Regions from separate parts of the Zea mays genome. Here regions 1, 3 and 4 are each linked to region 2. A link is a contact called in public Hi-C data. All regions are on one chromosome and are shown on one strand. The core of a region is the stretch at or near the end of the contact, and the rest is flanking DNA. Distances in the headings are between cores, read along the strand shown. Region 1 has its middle 81 kb from the start of LOC103639332. Region 2 holds the start of LOC100278060. Region 3 has its middle 33 kb from the start of LOC103639340. Region 4 has its middle 69 kb from the start of LOC103639299.

What was found. Hi-C and Micro-C count contacts between places; a contact is called where the count stands out from the background.
Region 1: a contact with region 2 is called in a Hi-C map of leaf, with 5 times the contacts expected there. The contact joins the enhancer-like site here to the promoter of LOC100278060 in region 2. A contact is called at or near these places in 2 of 25 Hi-C or Micro-C datasets (ear and leaf).
Region 3: a Hi-C map of tassel shows a contact between it and region 2, with 3 times the contacts expected there. The contact joins the enhancer-like site here to the promoter of LOC100278060 in region 2. A contact is called at or near these places in 2 of 25 Hi-C or Micro-C datasets (ear and tassel).
Region 4: a contact with region 2 is called in a Hi-C map of ear, with 2.1 times the contacts expected there. The contact joins the enhancer-like site here to the promoter of LOC100278060 in region 2. A contact is called at or near these places in 2 of 25 Hi-C or Micro-C datasets (ear and leaf).

The regions. Positions count from the first base shown.
Region 1 is chr1:147,430,090-147,433,350 of Zm-B73-REFERENCE-NAM-5.0, reverse strand. No RefSeq gene overlaps it. Among protein-coding and RNA genes, the nearest start is that of LOC103639332, 81 kb to the left of the region's middle. Within about 2 kb of position 1,525, at least 6 of the 20 cell types and tissues checked have an H3K27ac peak or open chromatin away from gene starts, as enhancers often do. A contact at or near this core is called in leaf, where this site is marked.
Region 2 is chr1:147,641,255-147,644,470 of Zm-B73-REFERENCE-NAM-5.0, reverse strand. It overlaps LOC100278060, which reads right to left and starts at 1,775. Exons shown (of 4, transcript NM_001354132.1): 1 at 929-1,775; 2 at 1-278. The coding sequence starts at 1,591.
Region 3 is chr1:147,850,713-147,853,916 of Zm-B73-REFERENCE-NAM-5.0, reverse strand. No RefSeq gene overlaps it. Among protein-coding and RNA genes, the nearest start is that of LOC103639340, 33 kb to the left of the region's middle. Within about 2 kb of position 1,521, at least 19 of the 20 cell types and tissues checked have an H3K27ac peak or open chromatin away from gene starts, as enhancers often do. A contact at or near this core is called in ear and tassel, where this site is marked.
Region 4 is chr1:147,400,296-147,403,405 of Zm-B73-REFERENCE-NAM-5.0, reverse strand. No RefSeq gene overlaps it. Among protein-coding and RNA genes, the nearest start is that of LOC103639299, 69 kb to the right of the region's middle. Within about 2 kb of position 1,250, at least 20 of the 20 cell types and tissues checked have an H3K27ac peak or open chromatin away from gene starts, as enhancers often do. A contact at or near this core is called in ear and leaf, where this site is marked.

The DNA.
Region 1 (3,261 bases), core at 276-2,775, 210 kb after region 2:
AGGCCTTGAGTGCAAGGATTGGTGTATGTGGGCCTGATAACTTGGTTGGGTTGTGATACGATGCACCAGAGGTTCCCAGTCCACCTGCATCTATGAGAGTTGTGCCGACTTTCCCACAGGTCAACGTGTATTCAGGGAATTCACACGTCTTCTACATGCGCCAAGTCATGGTAACCTAGGGGATATCTATTCCCCATAGAGTGCACCTTAGCTTTACTAACACCAAAGTGTGTAGCCACATCTTCAATCATTATGCGACTCCACAGAGGAACATCACGAAGTGTTGATACATCCAACTGAATCTTCTTGCGACCACACTTGGACTATGCACTATTAACATTACCTAGATGACCCTGATCTAGAAAAATTTTCCCTTTTATCCAGATACGTTGTATCATGCGTAAATGTACTGAGAATTCAATTAAAACTTCTGTTGTCTCATGACCCTTCATTTCTCCATTTTTAGCCCTTGCTAGCAAAGGCTCATATATTGCCCTCTGTTCTCACAGGAAATAACAATTCTACGTGCATTCTATTTAGCATGTGAATTCCCATTGGGGTTAGAATCACATTCACCATTCTCATTTACTTGTGAACGTGTTTCACCATTTTCTTGACAATCTTCTAGTCCATAATCAAATCAAAATCATGGTTTGTTGTCCCATGCCTCACCAAAAGGGGACCTTGTTTGTGTTCTAGGAAGTTGTATCCTTGGCAACAACAGCATTCCGCTCAATGGGGATCTAAAAAGTGGCATGGCAACAACAACAGCCCACTTTGCAAAAACCATGCACAAGAATCAATTAAACTATGACCACTAGGTAACTGATAAAGGGATTTTGGTTTAGCAGAGTAGCTTCAAGAATACAAATAATATGAGAAGAGGTGAAGGCAGATAAGCTGTGAATGATTAAACTTATGAGAAGAGGCGCAAGTAACTGATAAGGGCATTTTGGTTTAGTATATGATGTTTATGGGCATATACACTAATAACTGAATTAACTATATACAAACATCTGAATAGCAGTCATATAAGATTAATGATTCTTCTATATACACTAATAATTGAACTAATGTACTAAACCAACATATACACTAATTATTCAGATTCAAACATCTAAATAGCAGACTGAATAGTACTGTGTATCCCCAACGTATATTAGTGTATATGAATAGCAGACTGAATAGCAATCATATACACTAATGACTCATATTCAAACACCAGAATAACGGTCATATATAGTAATAACTGAATAGCAGACAATGCGTTGGGGATGGAGTTGTCATATCTTGGGGATGGAGTTGATCCTGCAAGACATTGCTGCCCAAAGCTTGGTGATGTAGACGAGCGTGACGATGACTATGCATTGGCCTGAGAGAGAGACCATGGTAGAGAGACGGGCTAGACAGATCTCGACAGATGGAGCGCAACAGTCACCATCTGGGTGCGATGGCGACAGGGACAACGCCCTCCGACGACAATTTCTAGCTACATCCCATCCGACTAAATCCTGTGGCGCCGTCATCCATGGCCGCCGCCATCAGCCCTTGTCCATGACCACTTGCCCTTGGTTGCTGGCATCGTGCTGCCCTCATCCATATCTCTCGTCACTGCTGGAGGCAAGCGACAGTGCGACACTAGGTAATCTAGATCTGGGCGCTTTTGTAGATAAGTACGCGACTTTTGTAGATAAGTACGCGGAAAGAATATGAAGGGTAATATTGTTAAAACAGTGTTTCCTTATTTTTTACAAGTATTAGTCATATGCCCGAACATTGTTACGGTTTTATATATGACATAGAATAAATTTTGTTTTAATAAAGCATAAAATATATGTTTTCTATTGATTGGGTGGATGTGAATATAGAGCCAATAATCAAAAGTTTAAACACTCACTTATACATAATTTCACCTTATTTTTATATAAAGCGTAAATATAAGGCTTCTCAAAAAGAAGTTTTGCACTCTTATATCATTTGCTCTTTCAGCAAGAGATAATAAACATTGGATGGTTTCAATGATATTTTTGTTCTCTCTAAGGATATTATGAAGAATCACCTCAAATAATTGTTGGGGCTTTAGTGGTTGCAATACATTTCTGTCAAATAAAACAAATCTTTCCAAACTGGTCCAAGCATGCCAAGGCAAATGAAACAACACTACAAGCCCCATGCACCCTTGAAGTGGAGCACCAAGTTCAATGAATGTTTTTAGCATGGCAATCGCATGCTGCTATGAGATCTCAAAACCATTGCCTACAAGTACAAGAAGTTTCTTGTCAATTCCTGATTCAGTCATAGTCTCAACAACATTCAATTTTCCAACATTTATCAAAGCTGCAAGTCTTGCAAACATATTTTCATACATTGATCATTTTCTGTAAACAAGAGATCTACAGTTTGATCCATGGGAATTCTTGCCAAATTTCATCAGCAATTGCGCATTAACATGTTCACATATCTTGGCCAGAACAAAAGAGAAGTTGGCCAGAGTTGGAGTATCTTCACAGGCACCAAGAAGATCAATTAATCTATCTGTGGAACCTACTATTTCAAAAGAGCAAGTAAGATTTATGTAGTATGCTGGAACAAATATAACTGCAATTGCGGTAGTGAATGTAAAAATTAGATCTGGTGATCCTATGGAAATTATCTCCGCTATTCGAGGGACAAGTATTTTACTGAACACAATTTTGCTTGCCTCAAATTCAGATAGGGATATGCATGCCATGAGAGCTTGAGCTGTGTTTGCCAATTAAATGTCAATGTCCATGAATTCTAGCATAGAAAAGAATGATCCCATCTTTCGTTTAGCTAGTCTTTTCAACACTCTTTCCAAAAAAGCAAAAGGCCAAGGAGTTACAAATGCCACATAATATGAAATCGAATCAGATAAAAGAGCACGAGTAACATCATTTGTTTTGCTCTCATGGTACATCTGTTGGGGGTCTCCTTCTCTGCCGAAGGTCCTCAAGACGAAGATAATGTCTGTAAGCAACAAGATCGAATGCCGAAGTTGCAACGAACATGTGTAAAGAACCGATGGTTGACAACTTCGGCTTAAGGTGGCGACAAAGGTCAAACATAATATTGAGTCGGAGAGAAAAAGACTAGTTAATCCCTGATGTTTTGTATTAGGATTGTGTGCACATGTTAAGGCCATAAATGTATTTTTACTCGGGCTGCGTCTCGTGCCTATAAATAGGTGAACGGTACCCCCGTACTGTTCATGCTAGATTGTAATTGCTCTCACGTCACCAC
Region 2 (3,216 bases), core at 526-3,025:
GTTCGATCTGTCGAGCTTGTGGCAAATATATATGGGTTCTCTGGACGAAAATCTATCGAGTTGATTCTATGATCATGTAAACTCCATGTAGTTGGTACCTTGCCCATCCTTTCATCAAAAAGTTTTAATTCATTTCCCTCGGCAAAATATAGAGAGCTTGGACTATTTGGTGCTTGACAAAGCGAGAAAATGGGATAGTCACACAAGTAGACTGTATTAAAGTTCTCTTTCTCAACATCCATGAGACAAATTTCACCATGATAACTAGAGCTGTAAATCTGCAATCCCAATTTATCATAGATAGCAGAATCAGCAACCCCTAAAATAATAAAAGATATAATATAGCAAAACTGTAGTTTCCTATAATCATGCCAGTATTATTTCCCTAATCTATCATCTGTTTTGTGAGAAGCTATATATGATGGCCAACACTCAAAATTAAACTAGACAGATTTGGATGATTGCATTGAACTCAGTTACATTTTTAGCACCAGCTTTACATCCATATTGAATATTTTTAGGAAAAAGGAGTTGTACTTTAGATTGCACAATAGAGGATGATTTGCTGCCAATGGTTATTAAACTTCCTTGAGGCATATATCACTGCTACAATCTAAAAGGACATTTTGTCTTGCTTTATCCTCTTTCCTAGGTTTCCCTTGCCTTTCTCCCTCAGTCCATGAGGTAGAACATTGCTATACTATATAGTTCAAAGCCCACAGACCTTTTCTCAAATCTTGACGTGCCTAATTATATGATAGAACCCCACTTATCCATCAGTTTAGCTATTTCAGGTAATCTAAGTTGCTGCACGGTACCAAATGTTCAAACAAATGCAGCAATGTTGAATCCACAAACAAAAATCGAAATAACAAAATAGATAGTAATTTATACATATATCCAGAAGTGACAAAGAAGAAACAATCACCTTATGCAACATAGCGGGGTGCATCACAATGCCCCCTACAGACCCCCTGTGAGGAAAATACTCGAATACCCCGTCTACACCATCACCATCCTCATCCTCCACGAGACGATCCACATCCCAGAACCCAATATGCCCGTGCACGTTCCCGGCAACCACCACAGTCCGGTCGGACAGCGGCAGGATTCGCAAGGACAATATCCGGCCCGGCACCACCTTCCTCACGTCCACGGGCCGTAGCACCAGCTCCCTACAGGGGTCGAACCCGTCAGGCGCACCGATCCAGCTTTTGACCGATGGCGACGGCTCTGCGGCGGTGGCGTCTCGCAGGGCCGAGGCGAGGGAGGATGAGAACCGTGTGCTGCGGGGCTTCGTCGGGGACGGCGGCGTATTTAGCGAGGTGTTAGCGCCGTCACAAGCGGAGGATTCGCCGGCGGGGATGCCGCGGGTGCGCAAGGAGCGGCGGAGGACGACGGGGCTGGTCGTTCTCGCGAGGGGATGCTGCTTCTTGGGGCGCTTGGGAGAGGAAGCCGTGGGGATGAAGGAGGCAGAGAGCTCGGCGGCCTTGCGACGGAGCGCGGCGAGGATAGTCTCGTTGCGGCGGATGTTCTCCTCGCGGCGGCGCTCATACTCAGTAAGCCCGGCACCCGGCGGCGGCGACGCCATGTTGGTGGGATGTAGTATTCTGGAAACTGTTCGAGGCGGCTTGGTTGGGTGGGGTCGTGTGGAGGAAGAGAAGAATGTAGTGGATGAGTGCAGATTGAGGGCGGCGGTTGGGTAAAGTTGTTTGGATGCGAGGCGGTGGGACACTGGAACTGCGACGGATGGCGGGAAATTTTGCGACGCGGATAGGCCACGGCGGGAAAGGCGGTAGAAATAAGGGCTTGTTTGACAACAATTTTCCTTAAAATTATAATTTTACAATACTATATTTTGTAGTTGTCATAATAATATTATGATTTTAACCAACTTTAAAAATACTATAGTTTTAAGAAACATTATTTGGATGCACATTGTAAACATAGTTATGCCATAAAAATACTATGGCATATAGAATACTATGATTTTGAAAACATAGTTTTCAGTAATATAATCAAACACATTATAGAATAAAATACTATGATATTACTAAAAATATGGTATTACCTAGAAACTACAAACATGACCTAACAGATGACAAAGTGCTGGCCAACAATAGTTAGTTTTACTGGAACATACAAATACACTTAGAACAACTTCAAGAGTGGGACTTAAAATAGTCTAGAAATTAGAATAGGGTCTAATTTAAGTTATTTAGGACCCAACAAATTTGCCTCCAAGTCGTTCCTATGTTCACGTTGTCGTTGTGATTTTGGGGACACTGTTGTGGCATTTCCCATTTTTTTAGATTATAGAAACCAAATTGTGCCATTGTTTTGCACTTGCATAAGGCCATACAAATCAAAACATAACAAACATCTTCCTTCAACAATCTCAATAATAAAGCATCAACAAATCAAGCTCCTTCTATTCTATCATTAGACCTCCATCCATGGCTTACAAAGATCACCATAGCAACTACCTCTAAGGATCAACATACAACAAGGATTTCTCGTTGAGATTGATCTTTCTGCAACATTCTCTAGAATCTGAACCAGTATGTTCTCCTAAAAAATAACTACATAATTGATGGTTTTGGTTTAAGTAAAGACAACATCATTACGACAAAAGTCAAATAGACCAAAACATTGCCGCTACTCCAGTTAGGAGTTTTTTCTTATGAGTTGTTTCTTTGTTTGCAATCCAAGATCTAATTATATGATTAATATTGTTAGGTCTCTCTAAATTTAAGGCAAAGAAAATAATTATCCAATTATTTCTAGCAATGTAATAATAAAAAAAGATGTTGGATAGTATCATTTTGATTACAAAAGCTGCATTTCGTACTACCTTTCCAACTATGCTTGGCTAAGTTATCTTTAATGAGAGTAACTCCTCTACATAAATACCATAATAAAATTTTAATTTTAAGAGAAATTTTTAGTCTCCAAAGTAAAAAGTGATTTACCGAGGAAGAATTCATTAAAAGAAAGTAAAACGACCATCTATATGCCCCCGAATAAATTTGTCACTCAATTCCCCCAAATCAACAATTGTCATCAAATTTAATAAATTAAGCCACTCAACCAATTTTACCCTGACAATAGCTCTACAAAAGGATAGATCGGGAATATTTTCATTCATAACATTTTTGACTAAAACATTCTTTTTAAGAACAATATCGAATAAGTTTGGACAGTAATCCTTAAGCA
Region 3 (3,204 bases), core at 272-2,771, 210 kb before region 2:
ACATGGTCATTAAATTGTCGTTAAGCCTTCTATGACATTATGGCCTAAAAGGTTGTTAAATAGTAAAAAAGATGGATGACTAAAGTCTAAGTTCATGCTTGGCTAAGTTTATATTGGGTATTTTATACCCACGGGTTAACAGGTATGGGTGAAGGCGGAACGTCCTAATACCCGTTTACCCATTGGGTGAAGATTTTTGCCCAATAACATATCCACGGGTAGAATATTTAGCACACATACATACCCTAATGGAGTAAATACCCATCGGGTATCGGGTCGCGGGTACCCATTGCCATCTCTATCACCAACTAACCAGTATTAAAGGCTAAAAAAACTTTTGATTCATTGAACTAATTAGAAACTAAAAGCTAAACTATAAACAAGGCTTTCTACATGCATGGACAAAATTATTTTTAAGCCTTAGAATTTGTAACACCCAAAATTCTATTTTAGGAGTATTAATATTCTATCAAAATGATTAATAATTACTAATAAGAATTTTTTCCTTTCAAGGTTACTCTCTAAAATAGATTAAACTTAAGTTTGAATTCTCTTTTTTTGGACTTAAAAAGGGAAGATAGAAAATATAAAAATATCCTTATATAGGTTAAGTTATTGAATAATATATTTAAAGACATTCACTAGAAAGTGTAGGTTAGAGTATATTTTAATAAATACTACACCTTATAAATTAATTTTTTCTAAATAAATATTTAACACTGGTTGGGATGATTAAAGAAAAGCTTATTCAACACCGGTTGAGTTGGTTTGGACATGTCCAATGGAGACCCATAGAGGCACCGGTGTATAGAGGCATCATACGACTGGACAATAATGTGAAGAGAGGTAGATGACGACCAAACTTGACATGGAAGGAGACAATCAAAAGGGACTTGAAGGAATGAAATATCCCAACAGTGTTTGGATAAAAGTGCTTGGAAAGAAGTTATCTACGTGCTCGAACCGTGATTATGCTTTTTTCTTTTAGTGTTCTCAAAAGCTTTTTCCTCCCCTTTCTCTCTCTTTCCCCTTTTGGTGACATCTTTTGGGTTTCAACTCTAGTCTACCCCAACTTGCTTGGGACTCAAAGGCTATGTTGATGTTGATATAAATATTATTGTGTGTATGTAAAAAAAACATTTGCATAAATGAATAAAACAATAAATAAATGATAAATAAAATTATACTTGCATTCATATTGGTGTTTACTTGTGCATTTAAGTTGAACTCAAACTAGAGTTTGAATTTGAATAGAAGACTGAAAATTTGAAACAAAAATGAAATCAGGAAAAAGAAAAGAAAAGAGAAAGACCTTACTTGTATATGTGCCCATCTCCCTTTTGCTCCTGTTTTTAGGGTTTAGGGTTGAGCACTAGCAGAACTAGGCACCAGCCCACGTTCTCTCCCCCACACCTCCAATTTTTCTTTTATTTATTCTCTTCACGCAGATTGCATCATCATGACGCATGAGTGATGTCAACCAGCAAATAAGCCGCGCGAACTCATGATTTCCCTTCGCTCACGTGTGGACCTACTCCGCCAGACACCCTTTCACCTGCATCCTTGCTTCCACCGACGCAGGGGACCGTTGGGCTGATGCTTCTTCCACGCTGAGGGACGCAACTAACTCACAGTAACAAACGCGAAATCAGTTCGTCTCGATTCGCCGATCCCTGGGCGACGATTTTGGGATTCGATTGGCAATCTGGGTTCTGTTCCTGAGTATATAGCGACTGTGACTCCCTTGCTTCCTCCCATCGCATCGCCATAGGGACGATTAAGTCGAGTCCTCGAGCCTTCGCCATGGGCGAGCAGGGAGGTGAGAGATCCGCCAAAGTCGAAATCCATCCGCACCGCCGTGCTAATCTGGACAAGTGACCAAGGGGGTTCGCCAAGCCATGAAGAATCGTTCGATGGAGCTCTGGGGTGCGGGAACCATGGATTGCTCGCCGAATTTTTTGGGTGTCGCCACGCTGCCAAGTACCATGGACCGACTTCCCCATAACAGTAGTAACACCACCGCTGGTGAGTTCTATCCCAGATGACTCGCTTAGACGGTCTCCAGCAACGTCTTCTATATATATCCTCTATATCCGTTATTTACAGTTCTCTAAAAGATTTTATCTTATATCTACTTTCTCTCCAACAACGTCCTCTAAATCACGTCCTCTATATGTAAATACTTATATTAAAGATATTTTTAATTTTTTAATTTTTATATACGTATTTGTCATACTCTCAAATGTATTGTACATATTTTAGTTTTATTAAACCAGTTGTTTAAAGTATTCAAATAGATAGAGAACCGTTTAGAGAAACTCTACGTATAGAGGATCTAGCAGCGTTCTCTAAATTTAGAGGACTATTTAGAAAACGTTGCTGGAAGGAGTAGAGGACGTCCTCGTCCTCTAAATTTAGGGTACATGACCCTTTAGAGCTCCTTGTTGGAGCTAGTCTTAGCTCTGTGTGTCGTATAGGATCTATCAGAGTGGTGGGAGGGGCACGTGAGCGCCAAGATTGCATCCCGCCGGCGACCCCTCGAGAGGAGCCCAGTGTCCTGCGCCGTGGTGTGGTATCGAAAGTGGAAGAGGAGAGCTAGCCATAGGATGCTAGATGAACGGCTTGGATTATGCAAGGGCATAACGCTTCACCGTGTTGATTAAGGGCCGAAGATCGTGTGGCTGGCGCTGCGTACCGATTCGATGTTAAGGAGATATAATCAGGACCGTTGGTTCTGATTGGACGACTGTGATGGATTGGTACCCCTTCAGCCGAGGACATTTTATTAGAGTGATCCTAGACATTTTAAAAATAAGCGCACCGTCCCACATAGCTCAAAGATGAGTACATGTAGGTCCTGTTTTTAGCACATAAGTCCCTGTGCTTTCTAGAAATCATATCCGTAGCGTAGAATCCTTGGATAATTATAAAAATAATCTAGAAAATGATTTTTGACATAAAATTAATAAGAAAACTTACATAATTCATAACTATCACGTTTAACTCCAATTTTAGTGGTTCTCGAACCTACGATCTCGTAGGAGCGTGTGGAATAGTATTACTCAGTTTGTTTCCTTGTTTGGTGTAATACGATTTTTATTTATTTCTTGTCTTTTTTATGTATTGTTACGATAGAAAAGCGAGGTTATGACGAACCTGAAGTCCAACCTGGAGAAGTACTTGAAGTCGCACCAAAAAGGCAAG
Region 4 (3,110 bases), core at 1-2,500, 240 kb after region 2:
AAATATATTGGGAAGGAGAATAAATAATAATATTGAAAATAGTATGATTTATATTCACATTTGGATTATATTTGAAATTGAAGATCTGAAATTCAAAACAGAAGTTAGAATTTGGTTTGAATAATTGAAATTTGAAATAGAAAATAAAAAGAAAAAGAAAAGAAAAGAAAAGATCAAACTTTGAAATAGAAAATAAAAAGAAAAAGAAAAGAAAAGAAAAGATCAAACCTGCGTTTCGGCCCAAAAGTGCTCCGTCGGCCCACTCCCCTTCCTGCTCTCTCGGCCCAAAAGTGCTCCGTCGGCCCACTCCCCTTCCTGCTCTCTCGGCCCAAAAGTGCTCCATCGGCCAACTCCCCTTCCTGCTCTCTCGGCCCATCTCAACTATTTCATCCCGCACGACCCACTCCACTCTTTTCCCCTTTTCTCAAGTTTTGGTCACACTTACGTGTGGGTCCCATATTGTCAGCCCTTAGCTTCTCCCATGCGCGTTTCCCTTGGATCCCGGCGCCGACAGCCTAGGCCCGCTAGCTAGTCTCTGTCTTACCTTGCGCTCGTACCGCGATGTCGATGGCCAACCCTCTACACTAGGCAGCTGGAGTCATCTTCCCCATTGCGAGCGCGACGATCTCAACCACCAGGCGAAAATCTCGGGTTCGCTCCGGTCGAGCATATCGAACTCCGCGCTATATAGTCTGGGATCCGCGACTGTCTCACCCATCTGGCCGGAGCATTACAAGCACCAAGTACCGTTGTGAGGTTGCTGTTTACGCCTTGGAAGGAAAGAAAGTCGTCGCGCCCCTCGCCTTGCCTCCATTGCCGCTCGGTGCTCGTCGTGGGGTTGGGGTGCATGGTTATCGAGCGTAGATCACGTACCGCCTGGCCCTTGGTCGCCAGAGTCGACGGTATCCTGTGGATTGCTCACCGGAGACCCGGGTTCGTCGCGGGTTGCACCTTGCCGGGGCCGGGGCCTCTTTGCCACTAAATCTGGTGAGTAATGTCTCCCATTCGTTCATCGCAACCTTAGCATGGTCTAGCGCTTGTTAATTTTGAAATCGGGGCACTTGAACACTAACCGGGAGGTTCACCGGCCATGGCTTCCACCGTGCGACGCGACGGCGCTGTGTCTGGGTTGGGCATGAGGGAAGGTGTGAAGGGAGACAGGCTTGGTCGTTGGATGCTAGCTATGTGGCTGAGATTAGAATGCCAGTGAATGCGCTTTGTCCGTTAGATGTGTTTTGAACGGTAAGGATCAAAGAGACCATAACATTTCGGGTTTGACTGCTTTGGACCGTCCGATCTGATCGGAGGGTTGGGGCTGATGCACGCCTTCATTAAACCACAACCGTTGATCTTGGATCGGGTGGATGGCATTGCATACCAATTTCTTTTAAAAGAGATTTAATCCTGGTGCTTGGTTCAGATCAGGCGAACGAGATTTAGGGATACCCTTTCGGCTCCTCCGTTTTGTAACTCGTAGTTTTGTCGAATCAACCCGCCGTCCACCTGTATGTAAAGAACATAGCAGAAAGGCCCTGGAATTTATAGTTTAGACCTCGTACTCCTTGGTAATTATGTCTGCAGTCCAAAAATCATTAGGAGAATTCTGAATTTAATCTAGAAAATGATTTCTAGTATACAAATAATTCCATAAACTTGTTTAATCCATATTTAATTCATATTAACTCTAAATTGATCCATTCCAATTGCATTAAATTCATAATAATATTTTTTATCATCTGGTAACCTTAGTTTGTTATGAAACCTAGATTAAAAATTATGCACTTAGTTTCTTTTATATCCGACATTTAAATCTTTAGAAAATCATAACCATTAAATCGTAACTCCGAATTTAGTGGTTCTCGAACCTAGGCTCTCGTTACGACGCATAGAACTTTATTATGCAGTTTGTTCTTATGTTTGGTGTGATGTTAATTTTGTCTATACCATGTTTGTTTGTATTTCTATGATTAGCAGCGAGGTTACAAAAATCTTGAAGACCAAGCTGGTACCTGGAAATCTGGAGTCTCAGGCAAGTTGTGCCCTTGATCACTTTTCTTTACCTAATAATGTTCCTGTTAATCACCGTGACAAGCTCAGGTTAATTTGATGGGACCCAATAGGTTTCCCTAGCATTGTTAATCCCTTACCTTGCAAACAGAAGCACTATTGGGTAGTTTTGCTATTGCTCTACCAGGTTTTGGGAAATTAATATTATATTATGATCATGTTCTAGTTATACTGTAGTTTTAATTATTGTTTATGTCAAGATCATTGTGTTAATTGGAACATGGAGCGACCACCCGGGAAAACAGTGTTACCACAAGGGTGGTATGGGACACCCTAGGCTGACTAATTAGGAAAGCTAGTGCAAGACTACCTTACCCGAAAGGGGTAAGGGTGGTAGAGGAGCTGCGTATAGGGAGGTTCTCAGGTCGATCATGCTGCGATGGCTTTTCGGATGAGGGATTCCTATATTGCCCTTCTCAGAAACCGTAGCAAGTTTTCGGAAGCTAGTGAAACTTTGTAAAGGCCTCGTAGTGGTACCCTGCCTCGTCTCCTCGGTAGAGATGAATGGGAAGTCGTGATCCATTGGCAAATGGGTAACACGACTTGTGGGTAAAGATGTGTAACCTCTGCAGAGTGCAAAACTGGTATATCAGTCGTGCTCACGGTCATGAGTAGCTCGGACCCTCACATGAGTAATTTATGGAACTAAACTTAATTGGTTATATTCATTGCATTATGGGTGTTGTTATTAATTTTGATCTCATACTTATTTGGGTTGGTATCTAATTATACTTAGTAATTGCTAATAAAACTTTGACCAACTTTAAAAGCAATGCTCAGCTTTATCCATCTCCTTTGGTAAGCCTTACACTTCACATTAGCTCCCACCTTTGGTGAGTTTGTGCACATTATTCCCCACAACTTATTGAGAGATAAACGTATGTGAGCTCACCCGTGTTGTACTCACATCCCCCAGGTCAAGAACAGGTACCACAGGATGAGGCGCACGAAGGATATTGTGAAGAGTTCGTGAGTGGTCTAGGTTGTCGTCTCCTAGTCAACTTTGTGTTGCTGGATTGTTGTCTTTGCATGATGTAATTATT